Regions from separate parts of the Mus musculus genome. Here regions 2 and 3 are each linked to region 1. A link is a contact called in public HiChIP or PLAC-seq data. All regions are on one chromosome and are shown on one strand. The core of a region is the stretch at or near the end of the contact, and the rest is flanking DNA. Distances in the headings are between cores, read along the strand shown. Region 1 overlaps Itgb5 (integrin beta 5). Region 2 overlaps Heg1 (heart development protein with EGF-like domains 1). Region 3 overlaps Itgb5 (integrin beta 5).

Region 1 (3,692 bases), core at 405-2,904:
AAAAGCTCTGCTCTTGGCCAGAGGCTCTTTTTCTCAGAGGAAGGGAAAGATGGGCATGGGCAGGTTACCAAGGACACCTGTGCTGTTGGCGCAGGTGAGGAGGAAGGAGAGAGAGCCTTAGATTTCATCTCATTTCCACACTAAGACCTCTCCCCCAGCTCAGTGGGGGCTCATCTGGCTTTGAAGTTTCCTTCTAATACTAGCTTCGGATTTTTTGTTTTGTTTTCCGAGACAGGGTTTCTCTGTTTAACCCTGGCTGTCCTGGAACTCACTTTGTAGACCAGGCTGGCCTCAAACTCAGAGATCCGCCTGCCTCTGCCTCCCAAGTGCTCTGATATATATTTTTTTTAATGATCAAAAATGTGTGTTGAATTATTTTATTTTATTTATTTTTAAAAGTTTTTTGGCTTTGTTTTTTAAAAGATTTATTATTATATGTAAGTACACTGTAGCTGTCTTCAGACACCCCAGAAGAGGGCGTCAGATCTCACTATGGATGGTTGTGAGCCACCACGTGGTTGCTGGGAATTAAACTGGGGACCTCAGGAAGAGCAGTCAGTGCTCTTAACGCTGAGCCATCTCTCCAGCCCTAATTTTTTTAAAAAAGATTTTATTTATTTTATGTATATGAATACACTGTAACTGTCTTCAGACACACCAGAAGAGGGCATAGGATCCCATTACAGATGGTTGTGAGCCACTATGTGGTTGCTGAGAATTGAACTGAGGACCTCAGGAAGAAATTCAGTGTTCTTAACCCCTGAGCCATCTCTCCAGCCCATGAATGAATGAATTAATGAATTAATTTTAAAGTTTGTGAGTATTCCTTTATTTGGGGTGGGCTTGCATGCATACACCTTATTTGGAGTGAACCAGGGCTATATATCCCAAGAATTAATTTTTAAAAGTCATTTGTTGCAGGGTGGTGGTGGCTCACTCCTTTAATCCCAGCTCTCTGGAGGCAGAGGCAGGCGGATCTCTGTGAGTTAGAGGTCAGCCTGGGCTACGGAGTGAGTTCCAGGACAACCAAGCTACACAGCGAAACCCTGTCTCAAAAACAAACTCCTTTGAGGCATGGCCCCTCACAGAAGCTGAGGTAGGCTGGTAGTCAGCAAGCCCCAGCCATTTTCTTGTCTCTGCTTCCCCAACAGTGTTGGGGTTACAGCTGTGTGTGGCCTGGCCAGGCTTTTTAGGGATTTGAACTCCTGCTTCCTCTTCCTTCTGAGTCATCCTCACAGCCCCTGAATAACTGTCCCTTCCCTTTCCTACCCTTTTCCTTCCTTCCTTCCTCAATTCCTTCCTCAATTCCTTCCTTCCTTCCTTCCTTCCTTCCTTCCTTCCTTCCTTCCTACCTTCCTTCCTACCTTCCTTTCTCCCTCCCTCCCTCCCTCCCTCCGTTGATAAGGTCTCACTATGTAGCCCTGGCTAACAGGGAACTCACAGAGACCTGCCTGCCTCTAGAGTGCAGGGATAAAGGCACCACCACACCGAGTTTTGGGAAAAGTCTCCCTACATAGCTTAGCCAGTCTGGAAATAAATCCCTGTGTAGCTCAGGGCTGGTCTAGCTCCTGATTCTCCTGCCTCCTCCGAGTGACTACGCCCAGTGCTTTCTTTGTTACCTATTGGACACTGACAGGTTTTCCCTCCTTGGCCTGCTAGTAGATTTGCTGAATCAATGGCTCCCTTTATCTTACCAGTCTCTTGTTTCTCCACTAAGGGTGTGCGCCTGCTGGCCTTCTTTAAATAACTGTAGATTTTGATGAGTTAATATCCAGAGTAATTGGATTTGGGATTTCTTTCTTTTTTCTTTTTTCTCTTTTAACATCTAAATGAAACTGATCTCTTTTTTTACCACCACCCTATTTTTGGGTTCTCTGAGTGTAAGAAGACCTTTTCCATCATAAAGGGGAGCATTTGCTTACTAAAAGGGAAAAGAGAAGCCTCGTTGACCCAGCAGGAGCAGGAGTTGCTAACTAATGCACATGGTTAGCCGAGACTTCAGAGACTGCCTTAGCCCCAGCAAAACCTGAAGTTAGCACTGGGGTTCTTTATAGCCTCAGACCTGTTAAGGGAGTGACTCCCATGCTGGTCCTCACCGGGGCACTCTGAGACTTACTTCATTAGTCATGCTTTTAAATTTAATTTATTATTATTTATTATTATTATTAGGAAGGTCAGGGGAAGGCATCCTGTTCCTTGGAGCTGGTTGCAGGTGGTCGTGGGCTGCCTGATAGGAGTGCTGGGAACCAGGCTCTGGTTCTCTGAGAGAGCAGCAAGCGCTTTGGCTGAGCCCTCATCCCTCCTTCCCTGCCAATGATGTTTATAGCTAGAAACTGACTGATGGATTTTCATCTTGCTTTGAAGGGCTCAACATATGCACTAGTGGAAGTGCCACCTCGTGTGAAGAATGCCTGTTGATCCACCCAAAATGTGCCTGGTGCTCCAAAGAGGTATGTGTACTGGGGTGGGAGAGGGGAGGGGCAGAGTGGGTGGGACAAGAGCCACAGAACTTTCCATCAGAGGCTGATCAGGTGCTGGCTCATTCACCCGGCTCTGACTTGTTCTAGATGTTTGCGTACGAGGTTGTACTGAATAATCACCTCTTTAGCCCATCACCTTACCTCTCCAGGTTTTTCGTTTTGTTGTTGTTGTTTTTTTTGTTTTTAAAATATGAGACAGTCTTACTAAGTTGTCTGGGCTGGCTTTGAATTTGCTCTCTAGCCTAGGCAAGTCTTGAATTTACACTCCTCCTGCGCCTGTATTTCCAGCACCTGTGCTGCTAGGCCAGCCTCAAGGGTTTCTTTTCTGGGTTCTTTCCTTGTTTTGTTTGTGCGTGGTACTGAGGATTGAACCTAAGGTGTTATGCACGTTAGGCAAGCGCTTTAACCCTGCGGGACGTTTTGTCCTCTTTTGACTGAGTTGCTCACAGGGTTAGGGATTGATTCCGGGGGCCTTGATCTACACTGAGCTGCACTCCCAGGCTATACGTTCTGGTCTCTTTGTAGTGTTGAGTGTTAATCCTATTTGGAGAAACCAGACTCTGTTCTCTTTTGTGTGAGAACCAGATAGGACTCAGCTATAGTCTCCTGATCTTTGGCTAAGCATTCTGAGGAAGACAGGAGCTTGTGAAGTGAGTTTCTTGTGTAACAATTCAAAGTAGGCTTGGGCTGGTGGTGTCTGTAAATACCATAAAGGAAAATAATGGCTCTTCCTTTAAAGGAAGTTTAAGAAAAAAAAAAGTTTATTCTGAGTCCCTGTGGCCTGGGAACAAGGATTCCAGTATGTTCTACCCTGGATAAGTTAAAGGAAGTTTTGTAGTTACAGAACAAAAGGAAGTCAGACATATATCTGCTGCTAACATTGGTGAGAGCATCAGCAGGTTCTACTGTAAAGCTGGGGAGTCTCTTTAACAGGTTTTCTTCCTTATGTTCTTCTGTCTGTCTGTCTGTCTGTCTATCTCTCTCTTTTTTTTTTTTCCTTTTTTTCCAGACAGGGTTTCTCTATTTAGCTTTGGCTATCCTGGAACTTGCTCTGTAGACCAGGTTGGCCTCAAACTCACAGAGACCTGCATGCCTCTGTGTATGTGTGTATGTGTGTGTGGGGGTACCAATGTCGGGCTTCTTTTTAAACTTTTAATTAGACAGGAACTCATTGTATAGCTCTGGCTATTCTGGAACTCTCTAGACTAGGCT
Region 2 (3,540 bases), core at 179-2,678, 83 kb before region 1:
TATGAGTTCATCCAGACAGGACAAGAGCAGGAGAGCTGTGCCATGGCCTTGACTTTATAACCATGCCTGCAGATCATGGATCAGTCTTAGAACACTTTAAAGAGTCTGGTTATGCCGGGCGTGGTGGTGCACTCCTTTAATCCCAGCACTCGGGAGGCAGAGGCAGGCGGATTTCTGAGTTCGAGGCCAGCATGGTCTACAAAGTGAGTTCCAGGACAGCCAGGGCTATACAGAGAAACCCTGTCTCAAAAAAAAAAAAAAAAAAAAAAAAGAGTCTGGTCGTTTGGGGCTAGAGAGATGGCTCAGTGGGAAAGAGCACAGGTCTGCTCTTACAGAGGATCTGGGTTCCACTCCCAGAATCTACGTGATGGCTCACAACCCTCTGTAACTGTCCCAGCGGATCCTGATGTCCTTACCTGGTCTCTTTGGTCACAGACAAATAGTTGAATAAAACATTGGTAATGAAATATAAAATGTGTATTTTTTTTAAAAAGAAAAAAATCTAGTTATTGGTCTTTCAAACTAGATCTTGTAACCTGAGAAACCAATTTTAATTTTATATCCATACAAAAATAGAAAATTTAATATAATCTATCATAAATTTTGCTACAATATACAGATATAAAACCCAACTAATTAGATATGTTAGCATTATTATATATAATATATGCTTCTATCAGTGCTAATTTCTGGTAATTAAATCAATGTATAAGGAGCCTCCTGTGTCTCTGGCATGCTTTACACAGTGAACCCAGACTCTGGACTTAGCAGACGTAACATTTCTTTTGAAATTGAAGAGTTTAACCTGTCTCTGTTCTGTTTTACCAAGTAAGACTCTAAAACTGAATCAAACATCTGGTGTTTTGTTTTGTTTTGTTGAAGCAGGGTCTCACTGTTGCCCTGGCTTGGCTGGAACTCACCATGCAGATCAGGCTGCCTCTGCCTCCAGGGTGAAGCACAAATCTTTATCTTCACTAATTACCATCAAGATAAAAAGTTAAATTTCCAGATGTATAATTTTCACGTGATAAAAAGCAAGCACCCAAGTGAGAGGGGGAATAAGAGTAAAGTCTTTCAGAACAGTTTGGGGAAACTTGATGGTTGCCTGTCTCTTTTCTGGTTTAGTGACGTCATTAGGATTGCTCTAGAGAAAGAAATTTGGAGCTGAAAGAGGGAATCCTCTCACTGCAAAGAAAGCAGAACTCTAGCCTTGGAGGATCTCTGGGCCAGAGAGCAGGCAGTGGGAGAGAGCAGCTAGGGCCATGCTGCGGAGGTGGGGTGGGTGGAGGCTTACTTAGGACTGAGGACCTCCTGCCAATCAGCCCTGTTTGTTTTTTTTTCCTTTGTCTTCTGTGTTTAGCCTATCAGCTCATCACTGTGGTGATCGCAGCCGCAGGAGGTGGCCTCTTGCTCATCCTGGGCGTGGCACTCATTGTTACCTGTTGCAGGTGAGTGGTGAGACCTCTCATTTAGATCCCCCTTTCAGGACCTGTGCTACTATGCGAAGGTGGATTCTGAACCTTGGGTAAACTAGCACTTGGGAGACTGAGGCAGAAGGAAGATGACTCTGAGGACAGCCTGGGTTTATAGCAGGTTCTAGGCAAGCCTGGACTACATAGTAAGACCCTGTCTCCAAAGCAACAAAATAAAAAGGACTTTATCAAAATCAAAAACAAACTCTGGAGCTGAGGACATGGCTCAGTTAGTAGAGCGCTTGCCTAGCGTGCGTGAAGCCCTGCGCATGCTCCGCGGCCATGCAGAACCAAAGAACAAAGCAAAGTGTCGTCCCTGCGCATGCTCCGCAGCCATGCAGAACTAAAGAACAAAGTGTTGTCCTCCTTATGATCCCAGCCCGGGATGGAAAGGCAAGAAGAATCAAGAATTCAAAATCATCCTTAGCTATAAAGCAAGTGCAAAGCCGGCCAGGAATACAGGCAGCTGTTTTGTTTTGTTTTGTTTTGTTTTTTTAAAATACAACCAAACTTGTTCACACACATTTTTAATCCCAGCACTCAGGAAGCAGAGACAGTTGGATCTCCTAGGTCAACCTAGTCTACATAGTGGGTTCCAGGTTCCCGGACAGCCAGGACTACGCAGCAAGAAGTGTCTTTAAATAAATAAATAACAGAAAATAAGGAATGTTGATGAGAATGTGGCAGAATTGGAGTCCTTAGGCACACATGGCTGGCAGGGATAGAAGAAAGAAAAGCAGCTTTGAATGTCTGGTAAACCCAGGACTCCCAGTCCCAGGAGATGCTTATGAGTCATCTACACAAGAACTTGGACCTGGGTATTCACAACAGTCCTATTCCTGAGAGTCAAAAGGGGGTGGGGAGGGGAGCAGTCCTAGCGCCTACGGGTACAAAACCCAGATGTGACAGAGCCACATTCTGTCAGCCACCGACTGACACATGTGAACCTTCAAACCCTTGTTCTCAGGGAAACGAGGCATCTCAAAAGATCATCTGAAGTGCGATAGGAATAGGAGTTATAAGAGTCTCTGCATCTAATTGAGACAGAAAGTAGGCCAGTGGGAATCTAGGGCAGAGGTCAGGGTGGAGAAGTTGGGCAACTGGGGTTGATTGATAAGGGGTCTGAGACTTCTGGAGGTGACAATGGTCACACCACTGTGAATATGTTTTAAAAAAAATTTTATGAGTACATTGTATGGTTTCGTCAGTCGTCTCAGAGCTGTGTGTGTACAGAGAGAAGCAGACAGAGGAAGGAAAGGAACTACCTGAACTATTTTAGCAGTAAAAAAGTAGGACCTTTTTTGGATGAACCTCAGCTCCAGGCTTCCTGCAATAGAGTTTCCATGAGGAAGGAAGGGAAAGAAAGAAGGAATTCCCCCTTGTCTCAATTATCTGTTCAAGTAAAGGAACATTACAGTCATTGATTTAGATGATACCAAAAGGAAAGAATTATTTGTACGTGACAGCTGGAGGGACCTTTCCAAAATCGCTAGTTATCTTTTTTGTGTGTGTGCCAGTGTTAAAGAGACATTTTAAGGCATCCTCGGCCTCCAGAAAGGCCGCCGAGAATAATCAACTGCCTTTAAGTATCCCTTCGTAGATTACCATTAAAGGTAAACGTGACCCCGTTGAGGGCAGTTACCCAGAGAAACAGAGCCTGGCAGCTGGGGCACATGGGCCTTGCATTGGCAACATTCTCTACCACAGCCGTGTAGTCGTTTTAGGAGGGAACCTGGACTCTTGGTTAGTGAATGGGAAGCGGTGGCAGCCTGCTCTGAGCCTGGAGGAAGCCAGCACTGAAGGCAGAGTCGTTTCTGTGCTTTTCCCAGGGACTTAAAGTGCTGAAGAAGGAACAACAGCCTTCAAAGCCTCAAAGAAACATAATTGTTTCTGATCCTTGGTTGTCTTAGGGTTTAAGACCGTTGTCTTAACCATAGCTAAGCCATAAAACCTCACAGTTTCTGAGCTCCTGAAAGGACAACGTGGAGAGTCTGTAAGCAGGTGCCCCCTCCTCCTGAGGTTTTTGTGGTTTGTTAAGTTGTAAATAAAACATTGGCTGCGGAGAGGA
Region 3 (3,646 bases), core at 5-2,504, 100 kb after region 1:
CTAGCAGAGCGCTGAGGCTGGGGCAGTGGGGCTTTGGGAACGATGCTGTGGGGGCTTACTGTGGAGGAAACCTCGAGTACTGAGTTAAAGGGTTTTGCAAGGTGCAAGGCAGCTGCTCCACCAGGGCAGCTAGGGGGTCCGTTAAGTTGAGGATTATCCAGTCCGTCTGACTGCTGCTATTTTCCCCAGTGGAGATTCCAAGGGCAGATGGAGCTCTGGGCCTAGCTTTCCTCCCTGCCGCCTGCTCAGTACCAACAATTCTATCTTGTGTTTGTTCTGGGCACCAGGACTAACGCCTGGGCCTCAAAGTGACTGGGACTCCAGCCATTTCAGTTTTTGGATTGGAGGAGGGAGTAGAAAAAGGTTTGTAGAGTCCAGGTCGCAGAGCCCAATTTGCAAGTTGAGCCCAATGCCCCAAACACTGTAATGCCTTCCTAGGCCAGAGACAGGAAGTGTAGCATCAACCCAGGGCGCTTGCCTGTGGCTTTGAGGCCTTGCTTTCAAGCCCTATCTTTGCTTAGAAATAAGCACATTTACTCCTTAGCGCTCTTTGCTAAGGGCTCAGAAATGCTTGACCTCAGACCAGGCCTTTCGGAAATGGTGCATGCTACCTCCTGCCTGCCTGGTTTGTTCCTGAAGCCTCCTGCCCTGGAGGTGGGCTAGGCTTGAGCCTCTGGGACACAGCCCAATAGAGGTATAGCCATTGATCAGGGGCCTCATTTCTGTCACGGCTTGGCTGTGTGACCTTGAAACAGTGACTGAATTCTCTGACTCTGTCTGTTCCTTGGGGAGACCTAGCTCAGCTTTCAGTCTCACTGAGGCAACATGAAGGGGGAATGGACAGAAGGGAGGGAGCAACTTTTCACCTCGGACATAACCAGGATGCTAACGGCTCTGCCCACCCGTCTCCTGGTCCCTTCCAGAATGTGGAAGTGCCCCCAATGCCATGACCATCCTGCTGGCTGTGGTTGGCAGCATCCTCCTGATTGGGATGGCACTCCTGGCCATCTGGAAGCTGCTCGTCACCATCCACGACCGCCGAGAGTTTGCCAAGTTCCAAAGTGAGCGCTCCAGGGCCCGTTATGAAATGGTAAGAGGGGGTGGTTAAAAAAGAGGTTGCTGGCTTAGAGCCAGGGTCAAAGGCTAAAAACAATCAATCAAACAAACAAAAAAAAGAGCTAGGTGTGGTAGTATTCACCTATAATCCCAGCTGCTTTGGAGGCTGAGACAGGAGTTTGAAGTTCAAAGCTTAGCCTGGGTTACTTACCAAGCCCTTGTCTGGAAATAAATGACCAAATTTTGAGTGTAGTTCAGTGGTAGTGTGCTTGCCTAGCATGCGCAGGGCTCTGGGCTCAATCCTCAGTATCACAGAGCAAACAAACCGACCTACCAACAATGAAGAGTCAACACCTTCAGTACTGAATAGGAGAATTACACACCTGGAAGACTCGAGGGGCGTGCAGATCCTGGTGCATGTTGGGACTGCTGAGGGTGAAGCGCCAGAGGCAGGCTCAGTGGGGAGTTGGACAGACACAGAGACGGAACCCAAGAAAAAAGCTCGAGCTCTCAGGCCTGGTTGGATGGTCACATGAGCAAGCCCTCTGCCCCGGGCACACGCAGGCTCAGAACAGAGCTCAGGGGAAGTACCCCTGACTCCCCAGAGTTAAGAGTCTGTCTGTTCAGGTTCCAGGGGACTTCTGGGGCTTTCTGCCTAAGCCCTGTATTCCACAGATGAAAAGTAAGAGCTCAGAGAAGGAAAGGGATTCCCCCAGAGCACAGAACAAGTCAGAAGCAGGCATCCCTGCAGGTGCTGGACGGGCCTGAGGCTGAACTAACACGTGTGCTCTCCTCTCTTGTGCTCGCAGGCCTCAAACCCCCTGTACAGAAAGCCCATCTCCACACACACTGTCGATTTCGCCTTCAACAAGTTCAACAAATCCTACAATGGCTCAGTGGACTGAGGCTCCTGGATGGCTGGAGGGGGACTAAGGATGAAGACTCTGGCGTGCCTTGGACTTCCTGGACCATTTGCTCACGCTAGCTAGGCACGCACGGATAATGGAGATGCCCTCCATTGAGCCCTAAGGGACCTGGTAGCCACACAGCGGGCCACAGGCACTTGGGGCCACTTCCCTCCAAGCCAGGGAAAGCAAGGAGACTCTGGTGTTCTCAGCTTCCCCTCTGCCGCCTCCAGCTTGCTGTCTCCATGAACCTCTGAAGGCCTGGCTGCCCTCTTCCCTGCTGGGCCAGACAAGAAGGTATCCGGAAGAGTCTGTGTGTACAAAGCTAGCGCGCAGCCTGGCTTTTTCCAGTTGATCGTTTTTTTTTCTATGAAATAAAAAGGTCACGCATTTATGGTGTAGATCTGATTACTGGTTCCCTGAGGGCTGTCTGCCTGGCATCTGTGGGTGTTGGTAGAATTGGGGAGTTGCCTGTTGAAAGTACATGCCTTGCAAATGTTAGGTTTTGCCCTCCGGTCTGTGTTTGTTTAGTGCTTTTGTAATGAAAAGGAAAGACTGGGAATGAAAAAGTAAGGATGGAAACCAAGCAACTTTGTGTTGGCTTTGTACATTCGGGCATGCGCCTCCTTTTCTGAGCGGTCTTGAGTAGCCCCAGTAGAGACTGGCATGTCCATACACTTTATCAGGGACAGGACTTGAACCAGACCAATACTCTGGAGCTGGGCTCCCTGATGTGCGTGGGTAATTACGGTGCTGAGCAGGTACCATTGGGCCTCCCTGGTTTTGCTTAGAGTTCTAGATAGACACTGTCCAGACCACACGTGTTTCCCACCTATGTTCTGCATTAGTAAAGCTAGGCAGGAATAGATGGTGCAGATGCCAGTGAGTGGAGGGGCGTGGCTTCCACACGAAGTGTTTCTTATGCTGTGTGTACTGGCTGGTTTTGTGTGTCAACTTGACATGAGCTGGAGCTATCACAAAGAAGCCTCCCTTGAGGAAATGCCTCCGTGAGATCCAGCTGTAAGGCATTTTCTTAATTAGTGATCAAGGGCAGAGGGCCCATTGTGGGTGGGACCATCCCTGGGTTGGTAGTCCTGGGTTTTATAAGAAAGCAAGCTGAGCAAGCCAGGGGAAGTAGTGCAGTAAGCAGCATCCCTCCATGACCTCTGCATCAGCTCCTGCCTCCAAGTTCCTGCCCTGTGCGAGTTCCTATTCTGACTTCCTTTGGTGATGAATAGTAATGTGGGAGTATAAACTGAATAAACCCTTTTCTCCCCAAATTGCTTCTTGGTCACGATGTTTGTACAGGAATATAGACTCTAAGACACTGACCAACACCTTCCTTCATCGAGCCCTTACATCCTACCCAGGCCCAGAGCCTGAGTTCATCTCAGCTACTGTTTCCTGCAGAGCCATTACTCTCTTTAGATTCCCTTCAGAGATAAGTGGCTCCCAGTAGCCTCCTGACCCATTGCTTTGAGTATAGAAGAGTAGGTAGGCTCTGGAAAGGGAAGTGGCTTGCTGAGGGTCAGGCGAGCTGAGGCCCTTGTGATGCTAAGCCCTGGGCTCACAATGTCTCACTCATTAATGTTCTGCTTTTGAAAAATTGATTTTTTTAAAAAATTATGAGTGTTTAGCTTGCCTGTGTGTCTGAACACAACACGTGTGTCTGGTACCCACAGAGG

Evidence for each region. HiChIP or PLAC-seq counts read pairs in DNA pulled down with a chosen protein or histone mark.
Region 2: a contact with region 1 is called in an H3K27ac HiChIP or PLAC-seq map of embryonic stem cells, with 7 read pairs. The contact joins two enhancer-like sites. A contact is called at or near these places in 4 of 115 datasets of contacts at active chromatin or transcription factors (embryonic stem cells, epiblast stem cells and intestinal villus epithelium) and 3 of 9 other capture datasets (adipose tissue, liver and pancreatic islet).
Region 3: a contact with region 1 is called in an H3K27ac HiChIP or PLAC-seq map of extraembryonic endoderm stem cells. The contact joins two enhancer-like sites. A contact is called at or near these places in 2 of 39 promoter capture datasets (liver and neural stem cells), 18 of 484 Hi-C or Micro-C datasets (the Ba/F3 cell line, bone marrow-derived macrophages, cardiomyocytes and 12 more), 34 of 115 datasets of contacts at active chromatin or transcription factors (the HPC-7 cell line, astrocytes, bone marrow-derived macrophages and 21 more) and 4 of 9 other capture datasets (adipose tissue, bone marrow-derived macrophages, liver and 1 more).

What each region holds. Positions count from the first base shown.
Region 1 is chr16:33,842,622-33,846,313 of GRCm38.p6, forward strand. Itgb5 (integrin beta 5) reads left to right here. Exons shown (of 15, transcript NM_001145884.1): 2 at 2,365-2,450. Among named protein-coding and RNA genes, the nearest start is that of Itgb5, 15 kb to the left of the region's middle. Within about 2 kb of position 1,655, at least 18 of the 459 cell types and tissues checked have an H3K27ac peak or open chromatin away from gene starts, as enhancers often do. A contact at or near this core is called in embryonic stem cells and extraembryonic endoderm stem cells, where this site is marked.
Region 2 is chr16:33,759,398-33,762,937 of GRCm38.p6, forward strand. It overlaps Heg1 (heart development protein with EGF-like domains 1), which reads left to right. Exons shown (of 15, transcript NM_175256.5): 13 at 1,361-1,448. Among named protein-coding and RNA genes, the nearest start is that of Muc13, 33 kb to the right of the region's middle. Within about 2 kb of position 1,429, at least 36 of the 459 cell types and tissues checked have an H3K27ac peak or open chromatin away from gene starts, as enhancers often do. A contact at or near this core is called in embryonic stem cells, where this site is marked.
Region 3 is chr16:33,946,792-33,950,437 of GRCm38.p6, forward strand. Itgb5 (integrin beta 5) reads left to right here. Exons shown (of 15, transcript NM_001145884.1): 14 at 924-1,090; 15 at 1,866-2,547. The coding sequence ends at 1,961. Among named protein-coding and RNA genes, the nearest start is that of Umps, 18 kb to the right of the region's middle. Within about 2 kb of position 1,255, at least 12 of the 459 cell types and tissues checked have an H3K27ac peak or open chromatin away from gene starts, as enhancers often do. A contact at or near this core is called in extraembryonic endoderm stem cells, where this site is marked.